Regions from separate parts of the Oryzias latipes genome. Here region 1 is linked to region 2. The links are chromatin contacts, called in public Hi-C maps. All regions are on one chromosome and are shown on one strand. Each heading gives the region's core, a stretch centred on a gene start, on an enhancer-like site or on the middle of the called end of the contact. The rest is flanking DNA. Distances are from core to core; before and after follow the strand shown.

Region 1 (3,867 bases), core at 1,319-3,818, 360 kb before region 2:
TGTAGGTAAGAGTGACCCATTTTGTGTGGTGGAACTGAGTAACGATCGGCTTCAGACGCACACGGTTTACAAAAACCTCAACCCAGAATGGAACAAAGTCTTCACTTTGTGAGTGTCCGTCACAGCACTGTCACTTAAGAAAATAGGTTTTAAAATGTGTTCTTGTTTTATGACGTCTTTTGGAAGTCAAAGTAGTTTTTTTAAATTACAATGATTTAGTTATTTTAGTTTATAGTCTATATTTCCCTTTTGAATTTTGGTATCTATATTTAAAACTAAAAAGAAAAACATGAACCTGCGTTCTGATGATATAATCAGATTTTAGTATTTAAAAAAAAAAAGGACGATATAAATTTATTAAAAAATACCCCTAATTATATATCATCTTTTTTTGTGTCAGGTATACAATTATATTTAGAAGTTTTCCTTTTTCATTGATTTTCTTTTAACCATAGTCTAATTTTGAAGTAGCTCTCATTGTGGTTTAGCATCTCATATTAAATAATGATTATTTTACTTTTCTGTGTTTTTTAACAAATGGATTTAAATAGTTTTTTGTGTCTTCTGTGCCTAAAAGGAATTTGCACAAAAAAAAAAAATATACAGTCTTTACAGGTTTAGTTTCCTGCTGTTGTCTTTTTGTTTGGGCCAGCAACGTGAAGGACATCCACTCGGTCCTTGAGGTCACTGTTTACGATGAGGACAGAGACCGGAGTGCGGACTTCCTGGGAAAAGTGGCTATTCCTCTACTAAATGTGAGTCAAAGGCAGATTTCTGTGCGTTTCATTTCTTTTTTAGCCTCAGGGGGAATGGAGAGATTGCGCAGCAAAGCAACGGAAAGAATGAAATCAGATGAGGACCAAAAAAAAAGCTGCTGTTATTTTTATAACCTGCACCGATGACTGTTGTTGTTTCCTCAAAGAGACACCATTGACAGAAATGATAAGAAAAAAGTCAAAAGAAAAAAAAAGATTGATAGCTGAGAAGATGGAAAGTAAGTGGGGGGGAGATGAGATGAAAATGACGCTGATGGAGAGATGAAAAATCCGATTTGGAAAAAAGAAAAGTGTCTCTCATATTTGGTAAAAATATAGATTGCCTGTGAAAGAACTGCGTAGCTCATATATCTTTGCTCTGCTGTACTGTATGATTCCCCAGGATAGTTAATTTCTATTTGACAGAACAGAGCTGCAGTGGGTAATGAACAGGTACTTGTCAGAGTTGCCACAGTTGTTTTGGGTTCCCTGTCAGCGCCAGCAGCTGGGGTTCAAAGGTGGCCCGAGGAGCCGATTCAGCCGGGTATTGCCAGACAGACGCCTGTCATGTCCCTCTCCCACAGATCCAAAATGGAGAACGCAAAGCCTATGCCTTGAAAAGCAAGGAGCTGACAGGGCCAACAAAAGGGGTCATCTTTCTCGAAATAGACGTGATTTTTAATGCTGTAAGTCTCTTTTTTTTTTTTTTTCCCCGAGTCCCCTCCCTGATTTTTCTTAATAGCCCCCCCTTATTATCCTCTCATTCGCATCCTCTCTTGTTATGCCCAGCTCCCCCCCCCCTTTTTTTTAACCACTGTTGTCTTTATTCTGTTTTTTCTCCCCCCTCCTCTACTCCCATCTCATCCTTCGTCCCCTGTCCCACGTCCTCATTTTGGCTTTAATTATCGAAAGCTCCCTCTCAGCAGCCTTTGTTTGCCCATTCCTCATCGCTGTGTGTGTCCTACAGCGGCCATCTTGAAGCTCTGCCTCCTGCTCTCTCTAGCCCCTGACATGGCTTGATCCATGCATGTGCTGCTATGTTATCCCGCCTCCCAATTTTTAAAAAAATTCCTTCTAAATAAAAGCATTGTTTCTCACAAGCCAGTATGCTGATCTTTACACTGCTGTGTCTGTTTACTCCACGATCCAGGTGAAGGCTGGTCTCAACACGCTGACTCCTCCAGAGCAAAAGTATATTGAAGAAGAGCAAAGAGTGTCCAAACAGGTAGATCAGCAGTCGCCTTCTTCTGTTCAACTGTCTGAAATAAAACCAGCGAATGGCACCTTGTAAAGCACGACAGTCCTGAAGGCAAAATGCGACGGAATGATTGAAGGAAAAACAGCACATTGTTGCTATTTTTCATCCCTCCACTACCCCTTCTCTCATCTCTTTCCCCTCGCATCCACTCTGAGTGGTGAATAGAAATGTCAAGCTGTCAGCTCTGGGGTGCATAAGTAGATTGGCCATCCTCATAGTTGGCCCTCTTTGCCACTGCTGCTTTGCACTTCATTGTCACGCTGCTCAGTGTGGCGGCACCACAAAAGGATGAATGGTAGGGGCTGGCCCGCATCAGACGTGTCATATGAGTGGCCGTTCGGGCTCAGCAGTCAATGTTACGCCATGCGCAGCCGAGCACAGCCCTGCCCAACACAGCTCGGCACACACACGGCAGCTCCCATACCACCCTTTTGTCATCCCTCCATCCACCCTTCTGTCCCCGCTGTCCCTGCCTCCACTGCAGCTCTCTACCTCATCCCGCTCTGCGCCTCTCTCCTTTTTTTCTTCCGTCTCACCCCTGACTCACAGAGATGACCCATGTCAGCGTCTCGCAATGATGATGTCACTGGCTGCTTTGGAGGGATTGCCCCATGAGGGCTTCTTTGTGTGGTAGCAGCTCCCCCGATGGTGCGCTTTTTGGTGTGCCGTCTCACTCTGAAAGAAAAAGCAAAAAAAAAAAAAACAAAAGAGAGAAAGCATGTGCTGTCTGTCAAATTCAAGCGTTAAACTGCAATTAGGACATCTGACTCAATAAATTACTTCACCACTTTTCTAAGTGTCTTCTAAGTTAAAGCCTTTGATATGACATAATTTGAGAAATATAAGGTGCGTATCTAGGCAATAATAAGCAACGAATGGAAGAACGTATACATGAAGATCATGAGGAATGCAAACAATGGATGATTTGCACTTTTACTGTGCCCAGGGTTTGTGTTTCAGAAAGGCAACATGAGAGTCAAAGTGAAATGCATAATTAGTCTGCGTGAAGTTAAAGACGTTTTCTTTTTCACCTTGTTAGCCAAATGACAAGAAAATACAAACTAGACTCACTATGCATAAAACTTATCTTTTTAACATCTGTAAAGTAAAAGATTGATATTTTTTTTATTACTATTCCCATTTAAACAGCTATCTAGATAGACTTTTTGTTTTGTTTCAGGAGGATTTTTCTTCCTTCCTTCTGGTGGTGACCTGATTGGGTGCTTTGCGTTCTCCGCTTTTATGCTGCAAATGGTTGGCAGCCCAGTGGGGTGGCAGGAGTTAGCCAGTTTTCTCTCATCTCTGGCCAAATTCCTGGAGAACATGCAGGGAGGAAAATCCATAGACATTGTAGGAGACTATCATCATTGTAGTAAACCTTATCACTGGGAGAGGCAACTTAGCGGGAACGCAGTGCCAGCTTGCTGTGGTAACTGTTGTCTTCTACTGATCCACATCCAAATATAGCCCTTTCATTTATGTAAACAAGTCCTTATATCACCAACGGTCTCATTGAAAGTCCTGTATATTTATGTCTAGATTTAAAATCCTTTCTAAAAGTATTAATTGTAACAGAAAAAGTCCCAAGATTACGCTCATGCCAATAAATATCTATTTATTGCAGATCTATTATCACAAATGTCTGCATTAGAAAAAGTTTTATCAGGTTTTGTTTTGTTTGCATGTGCTTCAGTTTAATAAACCAACATTTTTAGAGCTCTCATAGATAATTATTGTAGTTCTGTAGCCTCTCAAGGTTTTAGGATTTGAGTTTAGACAATAAAAACATTCCTAATGTAAAATACTGAAGTTTTCATTGCTGTGGTGCATTTTTAAGCTCTTATTCAGTATTAA
Region 2 (3,752 bases), core at 168-2,667:
ACACGCTGAAGTTCAATGCCCGATTCATTTCTTGATACACACATGCAAGCCAGAACACCACCACGCAGACGCGCGCGCACACGCGCGCAGGCAGAGACGTCCACCGTCCTCCTCTCTTTTACGTATATCTCCCTCCTCCCATTTCTTTCACACTTTCCTCTCTCTTTCTCACTCACTCCCCCTGGCTTTATCCGTTTCAGTCCGAAGAACACACACGAACACTTTGTAAAACACACACACCCACACACACACTCACACTGAGAGGAAAGACAGGGAGGAAAAAATGAGAAGAACTGACACACAGGGAGATAAAGAGAGCGTCAAAATGAGCCTTACTTTTCTTTTTTTAAATCTTTTCCTGCCACGAATCTTCATCCACCCGTCGTTGACAGAGCTTGACTTGTTCCAACTGCGCGTTTTCCTCCGCGATGCTAAAAAGTCCGCAGTAAAGAAGCGCTTTAATTAATACATTTCTGGGCTGTGTCCCGAACCCAAAAGCTTTAGAGAGGGGAGAGGAGTGCAGATTGAGACATATTGAGCCCGCTTTAAAAGGATCATTTCATCATGTGGGTGGTTGGGACACACAAAGTTTGGACCCGTGACTGGCATTCCGGAGAGACATGCATATTTTAAAACAACAAAGCAAGACAGAGACCGGGGGCCCCGGGGTGGGAGGGGAGAAAACTTAGCACCAAGTTACTATCAGATGAACAGCTGTCATTGTTGGGCCAGACTTGAGTGCGTATTAAGATAGAGTTGTCTGAAAAAACACTAAAACATGTCAAACCGTTTCTTTAAATTGCATTTCAACTCCTACAAAATATTAATCTATTTGTTTAAAAAATGCACACAACTGAAAAAAACGACATTTTTTAAGTAGCTACAAATGTTACTTAGATTTGTAAAAAGTTCAAACATTTGCAAAAGTTTTTTTCTCTTAATGTAATAAAGTCAGTGCAAACTTCTGAATGGAAGTTTTATTTTCTTTCACGAGCACTCCAAACAGATTCCTTACCCTTAGAATACCTAAGTAATAGAAGTTAATGTTGCACTTTACAACGTCTCCATCCATTTTGTCACGTCACACACAATTGTATCTCTCTCAAGCAAAGCCAGTGTGCTTAGCGCTGTCACTTTTGCACAGCTTTTACAACTTCACCCCCCTCCCTCTGGTTTTTTTCTCTTTCTTTCTGCCTTACTATAAGCTTTTTTCCCTTCTTTCTTTTGCGAGGGGTCCATTCTCGCGAAAGGAGTGGAGAGGGCATAAATAAAATGTGCTGGCTGTGACGAGAGATCTGTCCGCTGGAAATGAAGGGCCAGGGGGGAAGAAGACAAAGGGGGGAAAATGCATGCAGTGGTGTAGAGCTGGATATCTCTGTTAGTTGTCAGCGTTTAGTCCATGGCTGTGGAATGCTAATGAGTGAGGTCTCTTTCCCTCTCTCTCTCCATCTCTCTGTCTTTAAGCCCCCTCCTCCTTCCCGCCACCCCGCCTTCTCGTTCTCTCAGGGAGAAAAAGCGGATCGATAACTGACCCAATGGTTTTGGCCAATGCTTTATTTATCTCGCCAGGCAATGATATTATCAGCCTTGGACGTTATATACAGCAAACGTCTTCCTAAATCAACACAAAGAGATCCGCTTACACAGCGGATCTCTCCCTCTCTTCTCTCCCTCCAACACGCTGACGTACCGTAGACACGCGCTTTTTACGCACGGGCTTTCAAGGAACGTGTCCGCGCACAAACGCAGGCAAATATCTTCCTAACGTATGAAAAATTATCCCATTACTCTGCGCACAATCGTGGTGGCGGCTGCGCGTGCACAAAGGCGCGTGGGCGCGCGCGTAAGCAGGGAGGCTTTCCCTTGTGTTACATTCACGGCTATGGGCTCATTTGTTACCCTGAAGGCCTGGATTTTATCCATGGCTTCAAGGTTGCCGATGCGGTCTGCGGACAGACCCCACGATATGCCTCCACATCAACTGCTTATATTTCCAATAACGCAAAAAACTCAGACCTGATGCTGAAAGACACCAGATATTTCCGATAAATGCCTTTAATTTATAACATTAGTCTTCGCCGTGCGTTCAAAGCCATTTTACAAGCTTGCGTGAATGAGCTTCGCAGCAAACACGGCAGAGCACTTGTCCTGCTCGCGTTGTCATCATTTTTACGCGCAAGACAACATGAGAAATAAGCCATGTCACACTTCAGAGGGGATCCCATTCATACTCTCAGCCTCTATTTGGAAATAGTTATTGTCTCAAACAACAGTATTTGTCAATGTGACCGGCATAGCCGGGAAGCTATAAGTGAAATGTAGTGACGTGTGACGCCAATAGGACGTTTCCGCTGCTGCAGAACACAGGCGCTTTGCATTGAGTTTTTTTTCTTTTCTTTTTTTGGTGAAATAGGCCCGCTGACAACTTAGGATAATAAATGTTTCGCTTTCAGACAGATATCCCAAACGTGAAATCGCACCCAGCTGCTTGTGTAAAGCAAACAAATAGCCCCCTGTGTTAGGAGCCCTCCACTTGTGGTTTGATGAATGAAAGCAGACAAAGGTAAATGGTTCTTTAACTCATTTTGCAGCAACACTTTGGTAACAAGAGTTTCCGATATTACAGAGACACGAATGGAGCCTACAGTGTACCACACATATCCATCTCTCTTACGCACAGCGCTTCTGGGGCAAACTGACGGCGCCTTTACTTTTCTCCTTGTAGACAATTTTCTCTTATTTCTTTTGTGTGATTAATGGTAATTGACGCTGTCGGCAGATTGAAAAATAAAGAAAATACTGCTGTTATTTAAAGCACATCATCGGGATGTTTGAAATATTACATCATACGCTGTCAAAGAGAGGAGGAAGGAAATTAGTCTGCTGCTTAAAACACATTTTTACTTTCTTAGAGTCCTCGTGTGTTTTGCTTGTATTGCCTCGACTGAAACGTTAATTAGGAACACATGGCACCATTTCATTTGTTTTTCAACCACTGCTTTATATAGCCTGCAGGGTTACAATTGTATAACAGAACGCTCTCAGCTAGAAGATAAAGGATAGTTACTCTGGAGGGATTCAGCATATGTGGAGACAAGCAGCTGAAATCTGAATGGAATAAACTAGCATTAGTCCGAAGCCACGAAAACTGTTGGGAAGTCACGCACTATTAGAAAAAATATATAAATCCCAATTTAAAGAAGATGATTATGATTTCTTTTAGATAAAAAAAAACATTTTTTATTAAGTAATGGTTTGTTTGGAGACAGAAACCTTCTGTTTTGTCTTCATTTTGCAAATCTGCAGTTGAATGAGCACTTTATGTATTTATTTTTGTTCGACCCTCCTCGGTTCAGATCATCTTATATCCAGCCAGGAGCAACATTTAGAAAGGGGAAAAGCCCATTAGGTTGTTATTTTGAAACTGTATCGTGACCTAACGCTCCGAGAGAATCATCACATCCACAACAAGGAAACGACAATCCAATCTGCAAAAGCACCAGCTGCGTACTCGTCGATTTGAAGCCACAAATGTGCGGGAAAGACATGATTGTGTGAGAGCATCTGAGGACATGCTGGAGCACAGCTTACGTCTTTCCTCGAGAACCACTCACCTCTTAATAATTTACTACTTTTGAAAAAAAAGGAGAAAAAAAAAAACGATGCGGAATCCAATAAAAACAAACATGGTAAAAGACGTTTCAGAGCCTCTTGTCTTCTGCCCATTAACACTGTGCGTCAGCAGGCAAAGA

What was found. Hi-C and Micro-C count contacts between places; a contact is called where the count stands out from the background.
Region 1: a Hi-C map of embryo shows a contact between it and region 2, with 2.9 times the contacts expected there. The contact joins two enhancer-like sites. A contact is called at or near these places in 2 of 5 Hi-C or Micro-C datasets (both in embryo).

The regions. Positions count from the first base shown.
Region 1 is chr9:15,989,767-15,993,633 of ASM223467v1, reverse strand. It overlaps mctp1 (multiple C2 and transmembrane domain-containing protein 1), which reads left to right. Exons shown (of 21, transcript XM_020706013.2): 10 at 6-108; 11 at 653-755; 12 at 1,340-1,441; 13 at 1,906-1,980. Among protein-coding and RNA genes, the nearest start is that of LOC111947903, 74 kb to the left of the region's middle. Within about 2 kb of position 2,568, at least 1 of the 8 cell types and tissues checked has an H3K27ac peak or open chromatin away from gene starts, as enhancers often do. A contact at or near this core is called in embryo, where this site is marked.
Region 2 is chr9:15,627,531-15,631,282 of ASM223467v1, reverse strand. No RefSeq gene overlaps it. Among protein-coding and RNA genes, the nearest start is that of nr2f1, 11 kb to the right of the region's middle. Within about 2 kb of position 1,417, at least 3 of the 8 cell types and tissues checked have an H3K27ac peak or open chromatin away from gene starts, as enhancers often do. A contact at or near this core is called in embryo, where this site is marked.